4 separate regions of the Mus musculus genome follow, and regions 1, 3 and 4 are each linked to region 2. A link is a contact called in public HiChIP or PLAC-seq, Micro-C and promoter capture Hi-C data. All regions are on one chromosome and are shown on one strand. The core of a region is the stretch at or near the end of the contact, and the rest is flanking DNA. Distances in the headings are between cores, read along the strand shown. Region 1 holds the start of Prpf40b (pre-mRNA processing factor 40B). Region 2 holds the start of Nckap5l (NCK-associated protein 5-like). Region 3 holds the start of Smarcd1 (SWI/SNF related, matrix associated, actin dependent regulator of chromatin, subfamily d, member 1). Region 4 holds the start of Asic1 (acid-sensing (proton-gated) ion channel 1).

Region 1 (3,062 bases), core at 310-2,809, 160 kb before region 2:
TGGGTGCAGTGAGCACACATGTGTCCCCCTCCGCCCCCCGATAAATAAATAAAATAAAAGCAAGAAAACATAAGGGAAAGAAGAGACTTTAGATTTTTTTTTAAGCTCGGTTTTGGTTTTATTTTGTTTTTGTTGTTTTGTTTTGTTTTGTTTTGTTTTGATACAGGGCTTCTTTGGGCTACACATTTCCCTGTGTATTCCTGGCTGTCCTCGAACTTGCTGTATAGACCAAGTTGGCCTCGAACTCAGAGATTTGCCTGCTTCTGCTTTCCAAATGCTCGATTAAAGGGGTACACCCACTACCACCTGACATACATTAGATTTAAAGTGCATCATGGATTTGTTATTTGAGATCACTTCAAGAAAGACAAATTAGATCTCAGGGGAAAGGGTTTCTTCCCCTCATGTCCGGCTTTTCATGACGTCCTGGGACATCATTTTAAAGATCAGGTCTCTCACTAGTCAGAAAACACAATGTAGGCTAGTTCGGCTAGCCGCTGAGCCCCAGGGATCTGTCTGCCTCTACAACTCAGTGCTGGCTTGAAGAATGAATATAAGAACTTTTAATACAACTATTGATAAAGCCAAATTGTCTATAGACATAAAGAGGTGTTTTCCTGAGTCAGGTTCAGAAACCTACAGAAGGAAACAGGCAACGTCTTGGTCTTTACCCCGGCTTTGGAGGGGTAAAGAGGTGCAATGCCTCCAACCAGGGCCAGCTGTACTAGCCCAAGAACTTGAGCATGCATGCCCATTAAGTAGCTTCGAGTTCCCTTATCTACATAACTGAACGTTTATCTCTCACTGTAGATGTTACAGAGGCAGATTCTGAAAGTAACCCAGCGCTAAGCGAGAGGCACGTACGCACTCATTTAGGGGATTTGTCGGCTTTGCCCGACACATACGGCTGCTGGCACAGGAGTTTAATTAATAGTTCTTGAATTAAGAAATTAAAACTAAAGCCGGGCGTGGTAGCGCACGCCTTTAATCCCAGCACTCGGGAGGCAGAGGCAGGCGGATTTCTGAGTTCGAGGCCAGCCTGGTGAGTTCCAGGACAGCCAGGGCTACACAGAGAAACCATGTCTCGAAAAAAACCAACAACAACAAAAAATTAAAACTAAAGAAAATACGCAGGGAAAAGAGCCGCTCTGTGAACCGCTGTAGTGCCCTCTGCGCGGGAGAAATTAATGGCTCGGTCCGGTCTGGGTGGTGGCCGCGGAGTCGCGGGCAAGAAGGGGGCTGTGAGCCGGGAGAGCCACGCCGCCCTGCGCAGCCAGCGCGCGGTCAGTCCCAGGCCCGCCCAGGCGCGCTCCGCCCCCGGGGGTGGGCCCAGGCGCGCCCCGCCCCAGGGGGCGGTCCCAGGATTCTGCGCACGTGGGGGCGGGGCCTGGCGCTCCGGGCCGGGGGCGGAGCCGGGCCGGGCACACCGGGCCGGTTGGGGGCTCCGCTCCTCGGCGAGAGCAACCGGAGCCCCGGCCACGAAGGGGTGCGACCCCCCCACTGGCCCCGCCCTCCCGGCCGAAGCCCGGCCAATCAGAGCTGTTTTTACTGGCGAGTGGGCCGAGCCGGCCCAGCTGCTCTGAGGCTCTGGCATGGTAACGTCCCCGCGCGGGGGTGGAGAGGCCCGGGGCTGTCTCACAGCGCCCCCTGCGGCCCGGGCTCGAGCCGGGGAGGCGGGAGGGCCGCCGGGGCACCCGGGACCCTGAGGGAGGGCGAGGGGACCGAGGGGTGAGGAAAAGAAGCCCTGTAGGTAGGTGGGGGCGGGGAGTGAGGGTAGAAGGGGCGGGGAGGCCATTATGGTGCATGGCGGGGGGCGGGGGGGCGGGTGCGACCGGGGGCTGAGGGGACGGAGAGCCTAGGCGCTGTGTGAGGAGGAGGAAGGGATGAAGTGAACGGTGGGTCTGTGGAGAAAGGTCGGGGGCGAAGGGAGGGCAGGCGATGGAAACCAGTTGCCAATCCTAGGCTATTTGGCGTGGCCCGTGCCCCTCCCCCAGACCCAGGCTTGTGCCTTTTGGAAGCCCCAGGTGCCCCTTTGGACCTTAGGGGACACCCTTCCTTACCCATCCGTTCTCAAAACCTGTCTCCCGAGGTTAGGAGGGACTTCTGAGGAAAGAGATGCTCCTGGTTTCCACCTCAGAACCGGAGTAGTCCAAGAAACGGAGGAGCAGAGGCCCCTGGGTCCCAACCCTGGCTCTGCCTTCAGACAGACTGTGGTAACTCTGTGTGACCTTGGGCAAGTCACTACCTTTCTCTGGGCCTTGAATTTCCCATTGACTTTTAAAAAGGAAAATGGGCAGTATGATAAACGGACTCTCCATCCGTTGCAGAAGGGGGCGGGATTTGAGGAGGGAATTCAGGCGAAGGGGTTCTAGGATGCGTCAAGCAGGAGGATGTTGGAGTGGAGACCTTCAGCTTGACTGGGGAAAATTTCTCGGGATTTACGGATAAGAGATTTAAAGCTTGCAAGGCTGGGTCCTGGCAGGCCTGGGCCTTGGGAATCCCGTTGGAGAAATGGGAGAACTCTATAAATAGAGGAAGTTGAACCCTGGAAGTTCAAAAACGATGAGAACCAGAAGTAACAACATTCTGTTTCTTCGGGAGAGTGAAGAGGTGATGGAGGATCAGAAGCAAAATGTTGTATTCTAGAAAGATCTCTAGGCTCTTTGTGGGGAGCAGAAGAAATGCTAGGGCTTACACACCAGAGTAGAGGCTAGGAAGTAGGTGGGGGAGGGGCTGGACCTATTTGGGCTCTGCAGGTCAGTGGAGACAACAGGGTGCTAGAGCTCAGCTGTTCTTTGCAGCGCTCTGCATTGAACCTAGGGCCTTGTTAATGCCGGCAAGAACTGTAGTGCTGAACTACTCTGCCAACCCCGTTTCTTTTTGATGATGGCTGCCTCTCTTTGAGAAATATGCCTCTTAGCCTTCATTTTCTTACAGTTCCTTTGGTGAATAAGTCAGTCCAGGCCTACCTAGGATCACCTGGTTGTCTCAGAATCTCAGGATTGGGATTAAAAAAAATGAGGCTAAGAAATGTCATCTGTGCCATCCTTCTTTCTGGGAGG
Region 2 (2,968 bases), core at 190-2,689:
TGGAAACAAAACCAAACAATCTATGTGGGAATACAAGGAACTCTGCTCACACACTAGGGATGGGTTTTAAAAATCTGAGAGCCAGGTTTTCAGGCCAGATTGGGAGGGGGGGGGGTCCTGTAAGATTGAAGAGGGTCTACAACAAAGCAATTGTACAATGCTCACTTCCCCTCAGAGGCCTGAGCACACAATAGTGAGAGACTCCTTCCCCATGGTTCCTCAAACCAGTCCTGATTGCCGGCCTCTGTCTCCAACCACTTCCTCTGGCTGACAATTGTGTTTAAGCAGGAGGGCCCACTGGAGAACGGGAGAGTTGGCGGAGAGGGAAATCAAAGATTGCCTCCAAACCTAAGGAAGCCTTCAAGCCTAAAACCTCCAGCTCCTGAGGAAGGCGGTCTTTAAAAAGCAGCTGTTGGGCAGGCTGGGTGGGTTCATGTGAGCCCTCTGGAAAACCAGGCTTAGGAGATGAAGGCCTTCTGTGCCCTTGGGACAGCGCCAAGGCTAGAGAGACAAGAGGGGCCTTCCGCCCAGGATATAAAAAGAGGGAGTTGGGGTCCCAACTGCCGCTCTCCTGGGCCTGCTAAACCAAGGGAATGTCAGGCACAAATAAATTCTCTGCATTCTTTTCAGCACCCCAGCCCAAACCCAGAAACCTTTTCAGTCGGGGCTGCCCTGTCCCTTACTCCAGCCCAACCCATCTCCTTCGCTCAGCCTCTATTCAGCATGCAGGTTGTCGGGTTCCCTTCTTCCCACAGCCCCTCAGAGCCTCAGCAGGGTGGTTCCCAAGACCCGGTCACTCCGCCTTTCCCCGCCTCCCCCACGCCCTACAGCCCCGGGCCACAGGGACTGGAAGGAGTGCGAAGGGGTGCCCCGGGCTGCAGTCTGCGCCTGCGCTTTGGGGAGAGCCCCCTCCCTCCGCAACCCAGCACCGCTAAACGCTACCGGGACCGTGGGATACGGGGAGGGTGGGATGCGCAGTGGGGGCAAGGTCAGTGCTTTCAAAGAGGGAGGGACACCCGCCACCGGAACATCCCCCCACTCCCGAAAGTTTCCCTTCCGGGGCCACCGAGTGTGCGCGAGGATGGCGCAGGGGGCGGGAGGGGGTGGGGTGGGGGGGTGGACAAAGTCACAACAGGACCCCTCCTGGGAGAGTGCAGCGCGAGGGACCGGCAGGCGTCGAGGTGTGGGCCGGAAGCCTCGCTCGCTGCCCCTTCCAGCCAAAGCTGCCACGAGAGCCTTTCACTCCACACTCCGCGGCCCCCACCCGGGGCGTGCGGCCCCCCACCTCTCAGCCCGTTAAATGCCAAACAGGCCTGAACTTACCGAAATCAGGTGCTGAGCTCGACTGGCTTGGTCCACAGGGTCCATGGCCGCATCTCGGGGGCGGGAGGGCGAGGGGGGTGCAGGAAAAGGGGGGTACCGGAGCCACCTCTTGATGTCAAGGCTTTAAAGGGGCCAATGAGCCCCGCCCCTCGCCCAGACCCCGCCTCCCTCCTCCCGCTCAGCCAATCCACGCTCAGCCTGGGTGCCTGCCCCTCCCAGCTCTATCCAGATGTTCCCAGGACGAGAGCTAAGTCTGCCCGGCCGGCGCGCGCCGCTTCCGCCCGAGTGGGCAGGGCCTCCCCTCCCCTCCCCCCTGCGGAGAAACACTCTTCCTCAGGCCGGAGCTGACCTGCAAAGCCTTCGCGGTGCTCCCGGTGCTCCTGGTGCTGGGGATCGGGATGCCAGGCCCGGCCGAGTGGGACTGGAGCCGGGGCATTTAGAACAGAGAAAACTAAGTAGGTTTGCGCGGGCCCACGGGCATGCGCGTCTGCTTCCGTGGGTCTGGGCGTGCACGTGTATGTGGTTGAGAGCGTGTTTGTAATTTGCTGCATACGTGTTAGGTGCAAATCTACAGGAAGAGGCTTGAGTGTCTCCTTGGCCTGAAATGCACCCGCCTCTCTTTTCCATCTCTAGGTCGGGGACCTCCCAGAAATCTGGAAACTGGAAGCGAGGAACAGGCACATGTGTAGAAAGCAGTGCTGGTTTAAGAAGCAAGGCAGACCCAGGCGTGGTTGCTCATGAGAAATCCTCGCACTTGTGAGGCAGAGGCAGGTAGATCTGTAGTGCAGAAAAAAGAGACTGTGGTTGGTTTTTAGCTACTTTCTGTCAGGGAAGAAGAAAGTACAGTCCAGTCACTTCACTAACCGGGAGGAAACAAGCTAACTCTTGCAGGCCTTTGCAACTTAAGAGCTCAGTACGGTTGTCCTTGGTCTGTTTGTTGTTACTGATTGGTTGAGACAGGATCTCTAACTCTGGCTAGCCAGGAACTCATGATATAGGCCTGGCTGACCTTGAACTTGTCATGATCCTATAGCTTCTGTCTCCATTTTGGTCCTTAAACACTTCCTTGCCCTTCGGTGGATACCTTATAATCCTCAGCTATATGCACTGTATTAACTGGCCTGGATGCGCACACAGGGGAATTCAGAGGTATCTTTGGACACTTTGTATATTTTATTAATATTGCTTCTCTCTTAGGTGTACAAATGAGACTTAAAGCAAAATTAGTCCAGTAAAAGAACGGGTGCCCTACAAGAATGTAGGGTGGTCAGGTTGGCTGGGATGCATTTAAGGGGTCCTCTCTGAAGAAGGCATTTTAGAGTGGGAGTCTAAAGATGGAGAACTTGAGTAGGACCCAGGCAGGAATAAAGACAAGTGATTGGCAAGAAGCTAATTACCAGAGTGGGATAGCAAGCAAATCCTCTTTTGTAGGGGGGGGGGGGCAATGCAAGAGGTTTTATCTGGAAAACAGAATGAGCATTTATATAAGGGAGTCATTTTGGATTAAACAACAACAACAGAAGAAGAAGAAGAAGAAGAAGAACAACAACAACAACAACAACAACAACAACAACAACAACAACCACCACCACCACCACCACCTCCGGTCTCGCTGTGCAATTCAGGCAGACTTCCAACGCTCTGC
Region 3 (2,920 bases), core at 361-2,860, 240 kb after region 2:
ACCTTGATGCCCAGGCCCACCGCTTGCATTTTCTGGTGAGTCAGGGCGTGGTCACATGAGGAAAGAGATTGGCCTAGAGCAGAAGTTGAAAGACGTGCTGTTGTGTGTCCCTACCCTAAGGGGGCCACAAGGTGAGGTAGAGGGCCTCCTCAACCAGACACCCTTCCCAGGCCAGCTCTCCAATCTCATTCCTGGCCTTCTCTGTCCCCACTGTCTCTTGGTCTCTAATCCCAAAACAGGACTTATGGGCAGATCACCTGTGTACGTTGGCCTGGAGCCAGAGAGCAAGGCTTTGGCATCTTTGAGACCTCTTGGTTCTCAAGAGTTGTTTAGAGATCAGAACTCCCCAGAAAGAAACAGGGCAAAGCTGAGAAATGTACACTGGCTGGGGGGGCAGCAGGAGGGGCTCTGGGTGACGCATGCCTCTGGTCTAATAAACTGGGTTTCAACCATCTCTTCAGTGTTGGTTTTCTGTTTGTTGTTTGGTTTGTTTTGAGACAGGGTTTCTCTGTGTAGCCCTGGCTGTCCTGGAACGGCTCTGTAGTCCAGGCTGGCCTCGAACTCTCACAGAGATCCTCCTGCCTCCCAAAATGCTGGGATTAAAAGCCTGAGCTGCCATTATCCTGCCCAGTGCTGTTTTTAGTTGCAAACTGTGGGTGTTACCTTTAGAATGGAGCTTGCCTTGAGAGCCACACAACTAGAGTAAGGGAATTTGAGTGGTAGCCCGGTGTGGTGGTTATACCTGTAATTCCAGCAGGTAGGAGATGGAGCAGCTATCTTCCATTACACAGTGAGTTTAACGCTAGATTGGGCTACACCAGACCCTACATACTTGATCAGGTAAACACTGATCCTGCTGGGAAAAGACAGGCTCAGGATTCGTCTGATCACTGGGCAGGGGACCAGCAGTTATCTATGGCAACAAATATCCAGGACTCTTTGGAGAAAAGTCACGGGAAAAAACGCATCAAAATCTTAAGTTAAACGTCTGAGGTGAAGGGTCCCGAGCCTTCTCTGTGTATCCCTGGCTGTCCTGGAACTCACTCTGTAGACCAGGCTGGCCTCGAACTCAGAAATCCGCCTGCCTCTGCCTCCCAAGTGCTGGGATTAAAGGCGTGCGCCACCACGGCCCGGCATGGGTTTTCTCTTGCTGATTTGTCTTTGCCACGACATTGATCTCCTTCGAGTTCTACTTTTCCCGAACGAACAAACAGCACGTTTTCCTCTTTAGTACCCGGAGTCTGAGCAGTAGGAGAACGAAAAGCAAGGCAACCAGAATGCTTTGGAGAGGTAAATGCACTGGGCCAAGGTGAAGCATCACTCCAGCCGCCAGCCGGATGGGCTGGGCTCTCTGCAAGGCTTTTTACCGTCCTCCAACCGCGTGGAGGCGCTCGCTCCCGGCACCTCTTTATCCGCACACCGCTTCTCTATGGTGCTCCCTCCTGGCCCGTGAAGGCGGGAGGGAGTGGTCAGCACGCCTTTCCCGCTAGTCGCCCCCTCTAGCCCGTAGTCTCGCTGCTCCGAGCCGCCTGTGCCCGCCGGCGGGCCGGGCCCACAAACAGCCCAGGCGCTCGGGGGGCGCGCGGGGGGCGGGGGGAGTTCCGGTTCCGGTTCTTTGTGCAGCTGCAGCGGCGGCTCCGGGAAGATGGCGGCCCGGGCGGGTTTCCAGTCTGTGGCTCCGAGCGGCGGCGCGGGAGCCTCAGGAGGAGCGGGCGTGGCGGCTGCTCTGGGCCCGGGCGGAACTCCCGGGCCTCCCGTGCGAATGGGCCCGGCGCCGGGTCAAGGGCTGTACCGCTCTCCGATGCCCGGGGCGGCCTATCCGGTGAGTGGGACAGGAGGAGGGGCGCGCGGGCCGGGGGCGGGGCCGAGCGAGGGCGGAGGACTGACAGGGGTGAGGGAGAAGTGGGAGGGACTCCCTGGGGAGGGGCTCGGGCCGGGAGTGGAGGTGTGTGGGGGGGGAGGAGGTTAGCATCCTTACCTGCTCCTGGCGGCATTGTTTCCATGTGAGGAGTGAGTGTGGAACCAGGGTGGGCGAAGTGGGCCCTGGGATGGTCATGGAATGCAGAGGGGAGTGGGCAGCCCCCGTGTCCCCAGGAATACCCAGGCTGTTATAGCTGCAAATGGAGGTCAGCTTTAGAGGAGACAGTAGCTAGTAAAAAAAGAAATGTAGGGCTGACTAGACATGTCTGGTGAGTCAGATCCAGCATAGACCAGAAAAATTGAGTATAATCTAGTTTTTAGACTATATGCAATGAAATCACTGAAGGTCCAGTGACTGTATTTCAAAGAAGCAAAGGACTGTCTTGTTGTCCCCCCACCCCACCCCCAGCCCTAACCCACTCCTGAAATCCAGGCTGCCACCATTTTTCCTTTCTTGGTGGGGCTAGCAAGGAAAAGTATGACATTTCTGGGTCCTCTCCCTTCTGTAGAGACCAGGTATGCTGCCAGGTAGCCGAATGACACCTCAGGGACCTTCCATGGGACCTCCTGGCTATGGGGGGAACCCTTCAGTCCGACCTGGTCTGGCCCAGTCAGGGATGGACCAGTCCCGCAAGAGACCTGCACCTCAACAGATCCAGCAGGTCCAGCAGCAGGCGGTCCAAAATCGAAATCACAAGTAAGATGACCCCTGGGGGTGAAGGAAAGAAGGGTATGGGGGAGAGGAGGCCTGTGAGGATGCTGGTGGTGGGCATGCAGAACCAGGAAGTCAGCGCTGTGGCACCAAACGGTGCTGCAGGGACTAACAGGGCCTCATGATGCAGTGGAGTTTTGGTGGTCATGGGAGAGGTAGCGTCTTTAAATGGAGAGTCATTTCGTAGGCCTTGGCTGTAACCATAAACAAAGGTGCTCACAACACTGCTCACGTTCTGACTAGTTCCTATCCCAACCTGATCACAGTATTTATTCTGAACAGTGCAAA
Region 4 (2,908 bases), core at 406-2,905, 210 kb after region 2:
TTTATCTTTCCCCGGACTACTCCTGCGGCTGTTCATTGGCCTCAATCAGTCCTCGCCTGCCGCCACCTCACCTCATCACCTTCCTTCCCTCCACCCACGCTGCTCCCTGCTCCCTCGGTAACATCCCAGGTGATTGAAGCAATTTGCAGCCATTAGAAGAGGCTCCACGTGTCGCTCAGCTTGTGGGGTTTGCAAAGATGTTACAGATGTTCCAAGATGGTCCTCCCCTCCCCCGAGGACATTGGAGAGCCTGGAACCAGACTAGACCCAGGGCTAGAATCATCACTTAAACCCCGTTTGCGACCCTCCTAGAGTAATTCCTAGTTTCACAGGCCGCCTCCCCCATTGCCCTTTAAGTGGAGTTTAAGTATCCGAGAGAGTGCTGTCACCTGGTGGCTGCCCAGGGGCATGGCAGCCCACCAGCAGCGCTTGTGCCGTTGGACAGCTCCCCAGCCGGAAGGCGAGATACTATCTTTATTTTGGCAGCTTGGCGCTCTGGGTCCTGCTGAATGGACCTCAATCTCTCACCAGACCTAAACCCCTATCCCTGGAGAGACATCTTCACTGGTTTCTAGGGTACCTCTTACTCCCAACCCCTCACAAATTCTCATCAGCTTCTTCCCTCTATGTCAGGTTCATTCCTCAAACTCAAACCCAGAACCATGTCCCTGAGACCTGCTTCTCACCTTCCTTCTCTCAGAGCTTCACCAGCCTGTAAGTGGAGCAAAGGAGCTGCAATGGATATAATTCTGATCTTGCATCACACACACACACACACACACACACACACACACACACACCACACCATCATCTGACACCATCAGACCTCAACAGCCTCTGTGTTAAGAGCTCCTAATGAGCATCAGCAAATTAACAACTTCCCCTTGATTGCTCCTTCTCTGCTAATTGGATAGGGAGGGCCCCCCCCCCAAGGCCTCGGAGAAAGAAAGAGGGAGGGAAGGAGAGAGGTGACAGCTACAGGAGCAGCCTCCAGGTTTCAGGACTCAGATTTCTGGTCCATCCCAGAACACACTCCTCCTTGCAGCCTTCATTTTGTATCTTTTTCTTTTTCCCTACTTCTGCCCCATCTGCCCTCACTTCTGGCCATGTCTCTTTTCTTCTCTCTGTTCCTCTCTGCTTTATAGATCTGCCAATGAGGCACTTGCACACGGGCTGCTTAAGAAATCCACTGATATACAAATGGGGTCTGGGTGGCCAAGGGTATTTATATATGTGCATGTGTGTGGGTCACATGAAGGTGGGAAGCAGGAATAAGAGCAGGTGAGTGAATGTGTACAAACAGGTAAGTGCTCGTGTGAGGGTCAGGCTTCAGGGATGTGTAGGTGTATGTGATGTGTGGATGGCTGAGTGGCAAGGTAAGACTCCGGTCTGAATGTGCCTGTATCTCCACACAGGCAAATGCTTGAATCAGTCAAGTGTGACTGTGACTCGGAGTGTGTGTGTGTGTGTGTGTGTGTGTGTGTACACGTGTGCATGTGCCATCAGAGGAAGCAGCAGCAGCAAGAAGCAGGAGCTTCGATCCGAAGGAGACAACGTGGGGAGGGGGACGCTGGGGGCAGACACCCTCCTTCCTGCGCGCACACGTGCGCGTGCACACACACACACCCCATAGTCACACACGCACACACACGCGCACACACACACAAGCCACAGGGCCTCGCAAGCAGAGAGCGGAGCCGGCTCCGGGATCCGAACGAGGCAGCTCTGCTGAGAGCGGCGGGAGGAGGCGAGCCAGCGGGGGGAGCCCTCGGTTCCGCTCCCGGGCCGGGGGCCCCCCGCGCACACCGGCCCAGAGACACCCTCGCAGACACTCGTAGGCGCGCACGCGCACCCTTTCCCCTCCTCCTCCCCTCCCGCCGCCTCCCGGCCGGACGATGGATCCCTGCAGATCCCGGGGCTGAGAGCACCGCGCAGCGCCAGCGCGCCGAGCCCCGGGCGGACCAAGCCGAGCGAGCAAGCGCGCGCGGGCGGCGGACCGAGCTGAGCCGAGCTGGCCGAGCGGGCCGCTCCCTGCAGGGCTCTACGCGGGTGCCGCGGCAGCCGGCGGCTCGGGCTCCGGGCCATGAGCCCCTCCGCCGCGCGGCGCTGAGCCCACGGACCGCCTCGCGCCCCAGGACCTGCAGCGGCGGCCGGCTTTCCCCAGCCCCCTCAGGTGGGTTTCCGACCCCGCTGCCTTGGGCCCCGGGCTTCCTGGTGCCCCAAAGCCGAGACTCTCCTCCACTGTAGCTTTCTCCAGCTTCTGGGGAGGCTCGGCGGATGGGGAGGGGGCGGGGGGCCGAGCCGGGAATATGACTGCGACGAGAAGCTGGACTGGAGGGGGTGCGTTCGGGGCGGGGATAACTGGCTGTCATAGGGAACCGCGCCCCCCCCCCCCATTCCTACATCCACCTCAGGCAGCCTACCATCCTCTCCCAAACACACACACACACACACACACACACACACACACACACATACACACACAGCCTGCGCCTATGCCTGTGCTTGTTTGAGAACTGGAGACACAGAAGGTGAGGATACAGGCAGGGCCCCTCCCCAGATGTGCCCACCTCCGGAGAGGTGGCCCTGGTTTAGCTCCTGAGGTGACAGCCTGTTCCTGGGGATACCCTTGATCAAGAGAAGAGCCCCTGACCCCTGGTTCAGCCCATTATGGGGAGTTTGATCTTGGCTGGGGTAGATATTCCTGTCCCAGAGTGACCTCACATCTGGAGGGAACTCCCATGCCTGCCTGTGGGTGCATCAGGGACTTCCCTCCTTCACTCTAGTGGCTGTATCTGGGGTCCCCCATAGTCTGGGAAGCTTGCAGACCATTCTCTCGACCCGAGCTGACCCCCCCCTCCAAGCCTCTATGTTTTAATGACTGTCATCTTGGATGGTCCCTCGTTCA

The links. Hi-C and Micro-C count contacts between places; a contact is called where the count stands out from the background. HiChIP or PLAC-seq counts read pairs in DNA pulled down with a chosen protein or histone mark. Capture Hi-C pulls out chosen DNA fragments and counts their contacts.
Region 1: a Micro-C map of embryonic stem cells shows a contact between it and region 2, with 4 times the contacts expected there. The contact joins the promoter of Prpf40b here to the promoter of Nckap5l in region 2. A contact is called at or near these places in 2 of 39 promoter capture datasets (liver and macrophages), 8 of 484 Hi-C or Micro-C datasets (bone marrow-derived dendritic cells, bone marrow-derived macrophages, embryonic stem cells and 2 more), 3 of 115 datasets of contacts at active chromatin or transcription factors (the 230-238 cell line, large pre-B cells and stem cell-derived neural progenitor cells) and 4 of 9 other capture datasets (adipose tissue, liver, macrophages and 1 more).
Region 3: a contact with region 2 is called in a promoter capture Hi-C map of liver. The contact joins the promoter of Smarcd1 here to the promoter of Nckap5l in region 2. A contact is called at or near these places in 2 of 39 promoter capture datasets (3T3-L1-derived adipocytes and frontonasal cranial neural crest), 2 of 484 Hi-C or Micro-C datasets (both in embryonic stem cells), 7 of 115 datasets of contacts at active chromatin or transcription factors (embryonic stem cells, forebrain, neural tube and 2 more) and 3 of 9 other capture datasets (adipose tissue, liver and pancreatic islet).
Region 4: an H3K4me3 HiChIP or PLAC-seq map of forebrain shows a contact between it and region 2, with 2.9 times the contacts expected there. The contact joins the promoter of Asic1 here to the promoter of Nckap5l in region 2. A contact is called at or near these places in 8 of 39 promoter capture datasets (3T3-L1-derived adipocytes, the SN4741 cell line, frontonasal cranial neural crest and 4 more), 7 of 115 datasets of contacts at active chromatin or transcription factors (embryonic stem cells, forebrain, microglia and 2 more) and 1 of 9 other capture datasets (pancreatic islet).

The regions. Positions count from the first base shown.
Region 1 is chr15:99,293,679-99,296,740 of GRCm38.p6, forward strand. It overlaps Prpf40b (pre-mRNA processing factor 40B), which reads left to right and starts at 1,560. Exons shown (of 26, transcript NM_001370635.1): 1 at 1,560-1,750. It also overlaps a transcript of Fam186b not described here.
Region 2 is chr15:99,456,309-99,459,276 of GRCm38.p6, forward strand. It overlaps Nckap5l (NCK-associated protein 5-like), which reads right to left and starts at 1,440. Exons shown (of 13, transcript NM_001001884.1): 1 at 1,324-1,440.
Region 3 is chr15:99,700,677-99,703,596 of GRCm38.p6, forward strand. Smarcd1 (SWI/SNF related, matrix associated, actin dependent regulator of chromatin, subfamily d, member 1) reads left to right here and starts at 1,611. Exons shown (of 13, transcript NM_031842.2): 1 at 1,611-1,822; 2 at 2,430-2,617; 3 at 2,915-2,920. The coding sequence starts at 1,646. Asic1 (acid-sensing (proton-gated) ion channel 1) reads left to right here. Exons shown (of 12, transcript NM_009597.2): 12 at 1-454. Gm34939 (predicted gene, 34939) reads right to left here. Exons shown (of 3, transcript NR_168656.1): 2 at 2,566-2,826; 3 at 731-2,114.
Region 4 is chr15:99,668,722-99,671,629 of GRCm38.p6, forward strand. It overlaps Asic1 (acid-sensing (proton-gated) ion channel 1), which reads left to right and starts at 1,656. Exons shown (of 12, transcript NM_009597.2): 1 at 1,656-2,173. Gm34880 (a long non-coding RNA gene) reads right to left here and starts at 1,135. Exons shown (of 4, transcript XR_875662.3): 1 at 687-1,135; 2 at 1-28.